Linked DNA regions of Mus musculus: region 1 is linked to region 2. A link is a contact called in public HiChIP or PLAC-seq data. All regions are on one chromosome and are shown on one strand. The core of a region is the stretch at or near the end of the contact, and the rest is flanking DNA. Distances in the headings are between cores, read along the strand shown.

Evidence for each region. HiChIP or PLAC-seq counts read pairs in DNA pulled down with a chosen protein or histone mark.
Region 1: an HNF4G HiChIP or PLAC-seq map of pancreatic cancer cells shows a contact between it and region 2. The contact joins the promoter of Plekhg6 here to the promoter of Pianp in region 2. A contact is called at or near these places in 1 of 39 promoter capture datasets (liver) and 1 of 115 datasets of contacts at active chromatin or transcription factors (pancreatic cancer cells).

What each region holds. Positions count from the first base shown.
Region 1 is chr6:125,379,067-125,383,240 of GRCm38.p6, reverse strand. It overlaps Plekhg6 (pleckstrin homology domain containing, family G (with RhoGef domain) member 6), which reads left to right and starts at 2,737. Exons shown (of 17, transcript NM_198604.2): 1 at 2,737-2,891; 2 at 3,265-3,486.
Region 2 is chr6:124,994,598-124,998,829 of GRCm38.p6, reverse strand. It overlaps Pianp (PILR alpha associated neural protein), which reads right to left and starts at 2,110. Exons shown (of 6, transcript NM_175696.4): 1 at 1,891-2,110. It also overlaps a transcript of Cops7a not described here.

The DNA of each region.
Region 1 (4,174 bases), core at 1,488-3,987, 380 kb before region 2:
TTGTGGTTTCCCATCCATCACGTCTATATCTACCTTTACAATGTTTTATCTATCTGTCTGTCTCTCCACAGGTCTGGAATTCCCTGCCTCTGTCCGGCATTCTCTCATTTGTCTCTAGATTCCTTAGACCTTGCACAGGTGGCCAGGAGGAAGGAAGGCAGGGAGAACTGGAGCCCAAGGCTGATGTGAGGCACCAGCAGCTAGACCCAGTGGCCTTGTATGCATTGTCTTCCGTGATCTGCCACCTCCTGCTCACGTCCCCAGTCTGTCCCCAACTCTTCAGCAAAGACATAGCTCCCATTGGCTGCCTCCTGTTGCTAGGAACTTCCAGTACCTCATTGACATAGGTGGCCTGCCTCTCCCCAGAGATGTGGACTGGGTCAGACTTAGGGATCAGGCTCATCTTCTGTACCCTCCCACCTCTTGGAGCTTTATGCCAACCCCACAAGTGCCACCTGGCCCCAAAGTTACTTTCCAGACAGAGCCTTTCGATTCTCCAATCTCAGATCCTAGGACACCTATCAGCTGTAGGGTCAAGCGGGGGCCTGATGAAGAACATCTGGCCCACAGAGGAAACTGAGGCACAGTGGGTCAAGGAGTGTGATCCTTGTTATGGCTACCAGGAACTTCTAAGGAAGCAGAAAAGGAAAAGAGGTATCCAGGGGGTCCCCTCTGTCCTGACCAGTGACTCCCCACCCCTCCCGGCAGAGTCCCAGCCTCTGGCAAACTCCTCATCTTCAGGAGACTACGCAGTTCCTCTGCTTGTGTTTCCTTCTCAGCCCGCCCCAGGAGTCTGTCCTCCACAGCACGGGAGAGCTCGGTGGAAGGGGCAGTTGTAGAGAGGACAGCTGGACAGAGCCAGAATAGAAGGAAGGAATGGACCAAGAGAGCCTGCGAGTCCACCTGCCCACACACCTGCAGCTGGCCACACCTCTGTCTTTAGCTTTGTCTGGGAACCTCTCCTCCCAGGGAGACTTGATACAGGCCCCAGGGTACTGGGAGGTGGAGGTGGGACCTCAGCCCTGAGGGAATGGAAAGGGTTAACTCTGCCTGGGTCTATGGGAGACATCAGAAGCTCACTCCAGGGGCATGTAAGTCCAGGATTTCTCTCCTACCTTCTCAATTCCAATTTCCCTCTTTCTCCTCCTTCCACCTTTGTCTGAGAATCAGTGGGAGGAGAAGTCCTCAGCACCAGTGTCTTTGGGGTGTCATTTAATATGGCCAGTAATCAGCACCAACTGGTTCATTAACTCTCTCTCTCTCTCTCATGGCTACTCATCATCCCTGGATATGTCTTCCTCTTCTCCTGGCCCCCCACAGTGTGAATGCTAGGAACAGGCAAAACCTGCATTCTTGACAAACATGGTTCTCATCCAACTCCTTCTCCGCTCCCCCCCCTACACACACACCTGGGGGGGCAGAAGGCAGGATGGAGGCAACCACAGGTCAGGACAGCTCCTCTGTAACACTGAGACCTCACAACATCATATTCTAAAAAAGTACACTGAAGGACAAATCTGTGACTGGGAACAGGAACACACATTCAAGCAACCGATGGCAAAGATGCCTCTCCAGGCTGAAAGGAGCCATGGGAGAGGGTGAGAATTAGAGGTGTTTTTGTTTTGTTTTGTTTTGTTTTTGTTTTGTTTTGTTTTTGTTTTGTTTTGTTTTGTTTTTCCTCTGAACACAGGGAGACACTTCTGAAAGGGTTTTGTGTACTTCGGGATGCTTTGTGTGGTAAGAGGTTGCACCAGACCCAGTCTAGTCCATTGGCGGAAGGAAGATCCCAAAGTGGACCTCAGACCTGCCCATCTCCCCGCCCCCTCCCCCCCCCCCCCACCGAGACTTCCACCTCTGGATCACACATCCATGGGATGATATAACTCTCAGTTCTTCCCTCAGACCAGACGACAGGACTTGGGAATGTGGGGGCGGGGGGGCGGGGATGCCTTTCACATCACGCCCAGCCAGTGCTGTACCACTTCGGAGAAACTGTTCAGTCTGTGTAGCCCTTGGGAAGGCCACACTGGCCCAAGTGCAGTCCGGTGGGAGGGTACCCTCCCCTGGTATGCCCCCTCCCTCCAGGCTTAAGTAATGAGAGTAGTGTTGGGTATGGTCTAAGCTTGGCCCCTGATGCCTCCCTCAATAAGACACAAAGTCCACAGAACCTTCCTCCCTGTTGCCAGGGCAGGCCAGCAGGTTCACTGGAGATAAGGGCTACACTTTGGACTCCATGGCCAGAGGACAGCCATGGGGCTGAGAATCCTTGGGCCTCCGCCCTTCCTGATGCTAGGCTGGCTCCCTTTCAGGGTAACGGTCTAGGACAGGCAAGAGGGGCCTGGTGCAAACAAGGGATGTGTACCTGCCACAGGTCGCTTGGTCATTACCTCACCGCCTCCGCATAGCGGCGCCCAACCTTTCATTTATCCCTCATTACCCTGGCGCCTGGCAGGGGTCTGGCCGGGAAGGGAGGACACGCTGGTGGCCTGCGGGTGGCACAAGGTTCCAGCCCCTGGCCCCGACCAGGTGACAGATTGCTGGTTAGTTCAGGTGCAAAAGAAAGGGAAAGGTGCGCACCGAGAAGTGAGCACTCCTGGTCTGGGGTTGGTGTACGGAGAGTCCGGCTCCCTACCCTCTCTGTCCGGGTGACCAGGACCGCGACGCTGCAAGGCCCGCAGGGAGGGGGAGGTGCCAGCCCACGTCCCGCCCCTCTGCCTCCACCTTCACCTCCCTTCCCGGCCCCGTGCTGCCTGGTCCCGCGGGCCGCTCGGTCCTAGTCCCAGGCTGGGACAGTGGGGCTGCCATCGCCAAGGAAGCTGACAACGACCCAGATTTCCACAGTATCCAGCGGACGTCAAGGACAGCGGAAGCTCGGACACCTGCGCTCACAGGTGAGCACTTGGGAGGGCGAGTGCCGGGCGGCCAGGGAACCGGGGATCTGGGACAGGGTCGCGGGGCCTCAGAAGGAGGAGGGAAGGAGGCTGGGTACGAGGGAGGGAGAAAAGCTGGGCCTGGGAAAAGATAGAAAAGGTGGACGTGGGGAGAGATAGTAAGGGGGAGGGAGAAGGAGGGGCGGGGGACTGCCTTCGGGGGCTGGACTGTTGTTGTCCCGGGGCGGGAGACACAATGAACAATCTCCTCTGCGAGTAAGTCAGAGTAAGCTAGGAGAGAGAAATGGGAGGTTTCTAGAGCCCAGTTGGTGGGAAACCAACCCCTGTATAGGGTTCTTGAGTCCAGTTCCCATTAAGGGCCTCTTCCCTTCAGGCCCTGCCCACTGCAAGGGATGGGTCTTCCATCCAGGCTTAGAAAGGAGGGGTGGAGTCCTGCATCTGACTTCCAGCTCTATCCCTGGTGGTGCCCTCGGCGGCCAGGAAAGGAGCTTAGTGGGAGACCAGCGGGCTGCCTCAACTAGGGGCATCCCTCCAGACCCTGTCTGACAGCTCTCCTGACTTCGCCAGATTGTACGTGGACGTGTGGGGTTTCCAGGTAAGGCATGTACAGACTTCTCAGTAAAGGGACAGAAAAGCTATATTGTAGAGTCTCTTGTCTATTGAGTCTCAGTTGCGACTAACTGAAAAGCAGCCAAGGATGGCCAGCCGACCAGTAAGGGTGGCTGGCTGGCTGAACCGTGATAAAACTAGCTGTAACTCATGGAGTGTGAACTGGGTGTATTGTTCTCTTTCCCCAAATATTATTTTTCCTTTTTTGCCCCCCCCCATTATTTAAAAATGTAAACGTTGCAAAGCATGATAGAATACATCTGTGATCATAGCACTCTAGAAACTGAGGCAGGGGGATGCAGAGTTGGAAGGTAGCCTAGACTGGGTTACACTGTGTGTCAGCCTGGGCTATATTAAGAGGTCCTCCTATCTCAAATCAGAAAATAAAATAAAAGCCGTTCTTAACCCATAGTCTGTTCCAACATGAGAAACCCACTTGTCTGTCTCTAGTCAGCTTTACCTGTCCCAGTTCATGGTGTTTGTGCAGTGTTGACAAAGGTAATACAGGAAAGGAGACATCTAGGTACAAGAGACCGCCTTCTACCTGGGGCTATCTAGAGTGCTAGAGATTTCTGTGACCCTTGCTCCCAGCTGCTCTTGAGACTACAGCATCCTCTGAGGCTGAAGTGTGAATGTATCCTAAGTATAAAGCAGATGTTCCTACCCAGCATGCA
Region 2 (4,232 bases), core at 861-3,360:
CACCCGGGCTGCCCAGTTACCCGCCATGCTTCTGCTTCCCAGAAGCCAGTGTTTCCCGGCATACTTTTCGGGGAAAACTCCCTAAACTAGCCCCCTGCCCCACCTCCAACATCCCAGATGGGGCCCATTCCCTCCTGGCCCCAGTGTCTGTCTACCCTTGCCTCTTTGGCTTCCTTCCTTCTCACTTCCTCTGCCCACAGCTCCAGGCTTCTTGGATCTTAATTTAGAGCCAAGAACCTTGTGATTCCCTGAGCACCTACCGCTAGGGAGGGAGTTTTTGAGTGGGGGAGGGAAGGGAAGCCAATCTTAGTGAGTGTTGGGGGGGATGCTAGAAGCCCGGTCACCTCTTGAAGCGCCAGGCACTTCTTTTATGATGGAGCCTAGAAGCTGGCTGCCTAGCTGCCTTTTCAGACAAGCGGGAGAAAACAGTCGGTGGGAGGAAAGCTACAGGACACGCTTTGGGGTTTGCTCTTGATGCTTAACCACCCAAATGCATGGGTGCATTCTGAAAGAGGGTGGAGCTCAAAGGAAGCCACCCCCTCAACTGTGGCTGCTCCGGGGAAAAGTCCTAGGAGAATCTAGATGGTTGGTTCTGAAAGGAAGTGCAGTCTCCAAACTGAGGGTGGTGAGGCCCGAGGGGCTGGGATCTTCAGAGAGAAGAAACATGTGACACCCTGTGTCTTCTGGATTCCTAGTCTCCGTCTGCGTGTTGAATACCCCAGGGAATAAACTAGGGAGGGGAGGGGGGTGCGAGAGGTGAAAGGCTGCGAGGGAAAAGGTTGGTCAAGAGTGAGAAGACGGACAGACAGCAGCTGGGAAGGGAGGAGATGGGGAGGAAAGAGGGGCTACAGGAGATTGGCCAAGGATGCTGAAGAGAGAAGACGGCAGGGAGGGAAAAGAAAACAGGCATCAGGCAGGAGGATGGAGGGGTCTGGTCAGGGCAGAAGCAAAGAGAGTGGAAGAGAAAAGGACGGTGGAGATCAGAGACGGGGAGAGAGTCATTGAGACAGATTAGAACACGGTGTTGAAGGCAAAATCAAAAAAGGAAGGGACGGGGACCGGAGGTGGGGGGTGGACAGAACAGCAAAGATGGAGGAGTTAGGAATTGTTTCTTGAAATTGAAAGAGATATGGAGACAGAGCTGGAGGCCAGGTGAAAGAGAAGGGAAAGGAAAGAGGCCGGGGGGCTTAGTGGGAGGAGGTTAGAAACGGGAGGAAAGAAATGGTAGCCGAACCAGTGGAGCGAATAAGGACTCGGCGACACCAGTGGCCCGCTACTCCAGGGCATACCTGCCCCTTCGTTGGCTACAACCCACCACCACCACCAATGTCAACTCCAGCCCCTTCACACACCCCGTACCCCTCTGTCACCCCCTCCAGGAAGTCCGCAGTCCCCAAGCTGGTGCGCCACCCCACCCCCTTCGCGCTCCTCACCGACCTGTTGTGCGCAGAAGACGAACTGGGGGTGGGGTGGGGGAACCGGGCCCCATCTCTAGCAGAGCCCCCCAATCCCGCCAATCCCACAGGCCTGCGCTCCCTGGATAGGGTTGGAAAGCGGTGCGAACCGGGAAAAATAAGGAAACGATCGGCCAAGGGATTTGGAGGGAGCACCCAGAGCGGAAAGGGGACCTGAGGCAGGAGGATGCCCGAAGCTGCAGGATGAGCTAAAGGCGGGATGGTGGCAGGCGCGGAGACGTTGACTGCTGCACCAAGAGGGTAGGATGGAGTCAGGACAGCGGAGGGATGGAGGGCACTGTGGAAAGGAGCTCTGGGAGACTGGAGGCGGCTGGAGACCGCGCCAGGAGGGGCGGGGGGCGAAGGACGCGGAGCTGGCACTGGGAGGGCAGAGTCTGCTCCCTACGGGTAGGGGCTTTGGGTCCCCCTCGCTCACCTGCATGCCTGGTGTGGCGGCGCGACGACTGCAGGCGCTCGGAGCTACGCGGGGCTGGGGGGTCGCAGAAACGGGTGGGGCGCCGGGCATGGTCGGGAGGTTTGGCTGGCAGCGAGGAGCTGGAGCCGGAGGGGGGCGGGCGCCCGGGGCGCGGGGCGGCGGCGGCGGCGGCGGCGGCGGGAGACGCTCGCTTCGGCTGGGCTCGGCTGGGCTCGGCCGGGCTCGGCTGGGTTCGGCGGGCGACTAGGACCACTTGGTCTCCGCCTCTCCTTCTCACGTCTGTAGGCCACGCACGACTTAACCCTTCGTTTGCTACGCTGCGAGCTCAGCTTTTGTCCAGGTGCAAGGTTGGGAAGAGGAGCAGGGATGGAGGGGGTTGGGGGGACGCAACCTCCTTTGGGTAGTGATGGTAAGCTTCCCCTCTACCTAAGCGCAGCTTCACAGACCTCATGATTTCTGACCCCCAAGCAGTCTGAGATTCTGAGTCATCCATACATTTGAGTCCCCAACTCTGGCAAAGGTGGAAAGGCAGCTCAAGACCGTGGGTGAGAGGACCAAAGAGGGGTGGGAGAGAAGACTGCATACGCAAATTGGAGTGCCCCCAGCAGATTAATTCCTCATTTCACTATGATCCTTCTTATAATTCATTCTCCCTGAAGCAACCCAAACAGTCCTTAAATGGTTCAAGACCATTTGCTATACTTAGCTTTTCCGAGACTCAGAATATCCAACACTCACTATGGCTCACAAGGAGGCCCCCGTAGATTCCTGCCTCTGGGTATCTCCAGCTTTCTTTCCTAAGGATTTCTTCGGCACAGCCTTAGTGCAGTTGGGGAATATTCCTAGACCAGAGGCACTAGAAGCCTGCCTCGGGGCTTTGCACCCTGCTGTTCCCTCTAGAAGTTTCTCCTTGTCTGTTCCCAAATGGTCTACACGGGCTCACTTAGATTCAGGCTTCTGAGTGCCCTTTTCTAATCTCTTAAAACTCCCTTGACCTGGGCCGTGGAGATGGCTCAGGGGACAAAGGTGCTTGCCACCAAGCCTGACTACCTGGGTTCTATCCCCAGGACCCACATGGTGGAAGGAAAGTTGTCACCAGACCCCTGAACAAGTGGTGTGACACATACACTAATTAGATGTAATAAAGAGAATTCTGGGGCTGGGGAGATGGCTTAGTGGTTAAGAGCACTGACTACTATGCTTCCAAAGGTCCTGAGTTCAAATCCCAGCAACCACATGGTGGCTCACAACCATCAGTAACGAGATCTGACTCCCTCTTCTGGAGTGTCTAAAGACAGCTACAGTGTACTTACATATAATAAATAAATAAATCTTTTTTAAAATTCCTTTGACCCTACCCATTCATACCTAACCCTTCTCCCTGCATGACCCCCCCCAACCCTGCGCCCCAAACTTCTAGGAAACCACACTTTCCTGGCTCCCCTCCAACCCTCTGGCTGTTCTTTACTGTCTTCCTCGGTTCTGACCTCGACATGTTGGCGCTCCTAGGGCTTAGTCCTTGGCCTTCTTTTCTTTCCACATTCTTTGTCCAGTGATCTCATCCAGTCCCAGGGCTTAAACACTCTGTAAATGTCAGTGAGTCCTAAATTTACAAATGAGTGCCAGACTCATTTGTCCAACCGCCCACTTGACATATCCACTCCGTCCGATGTCTAATAGCCAGGCAAACCTAATGTGACTCAAGCAGATGGCTTGAGCCATCCCACCCCCAACCCTCTTGTGTCCCGAGCTCTTCATCCTAGGACATGACAACTCCTTGTTGTTCAGGCTAAAGGTGTTTTGATTTCCGGTTCCTTCCCTATGCCTGCGTCTCCAGCAGGTGCGAAAGCCCACACTTTCAGCGCATGCGCAGAGTCTACCCCCTTCTCGTTTATTGTTCGAAGCCGGATCCACGCAGTCATCCTGTGTCTGAAATTGCAGTACCCTCTTAGGAGCTCCTTCATTTCTGTCCTCATCTTTTACAAAATACTCTTTACAATTACCGGTAATATTTTGAAAGCTAAACCATAGCATGCTCTCCCCTTTCAAAATATTCAAGGGCCGGTGAGATATAGCTCAGCAGGCCATCAAACGTGACAAGCTACCTTGGATACTTAAGACCCGCAGGGTGGGGGGAGAGAACCAACCCCTTCCTACAACGTTGTCCTCTGACCGCCATATGCGAGCACATGCACGTGCACACCCTAAATAAGTACAATGGAAAAGCCACCAGTGTGTGCCCCCTTCATAACAGTGCTTCTGCCAAAGCAGACTCCCTGTCGTCCCAGAGCATCCGCAGCCACTCTCAGATCCCTCTCCCTCCGATGCTTCTGTTTTTACCT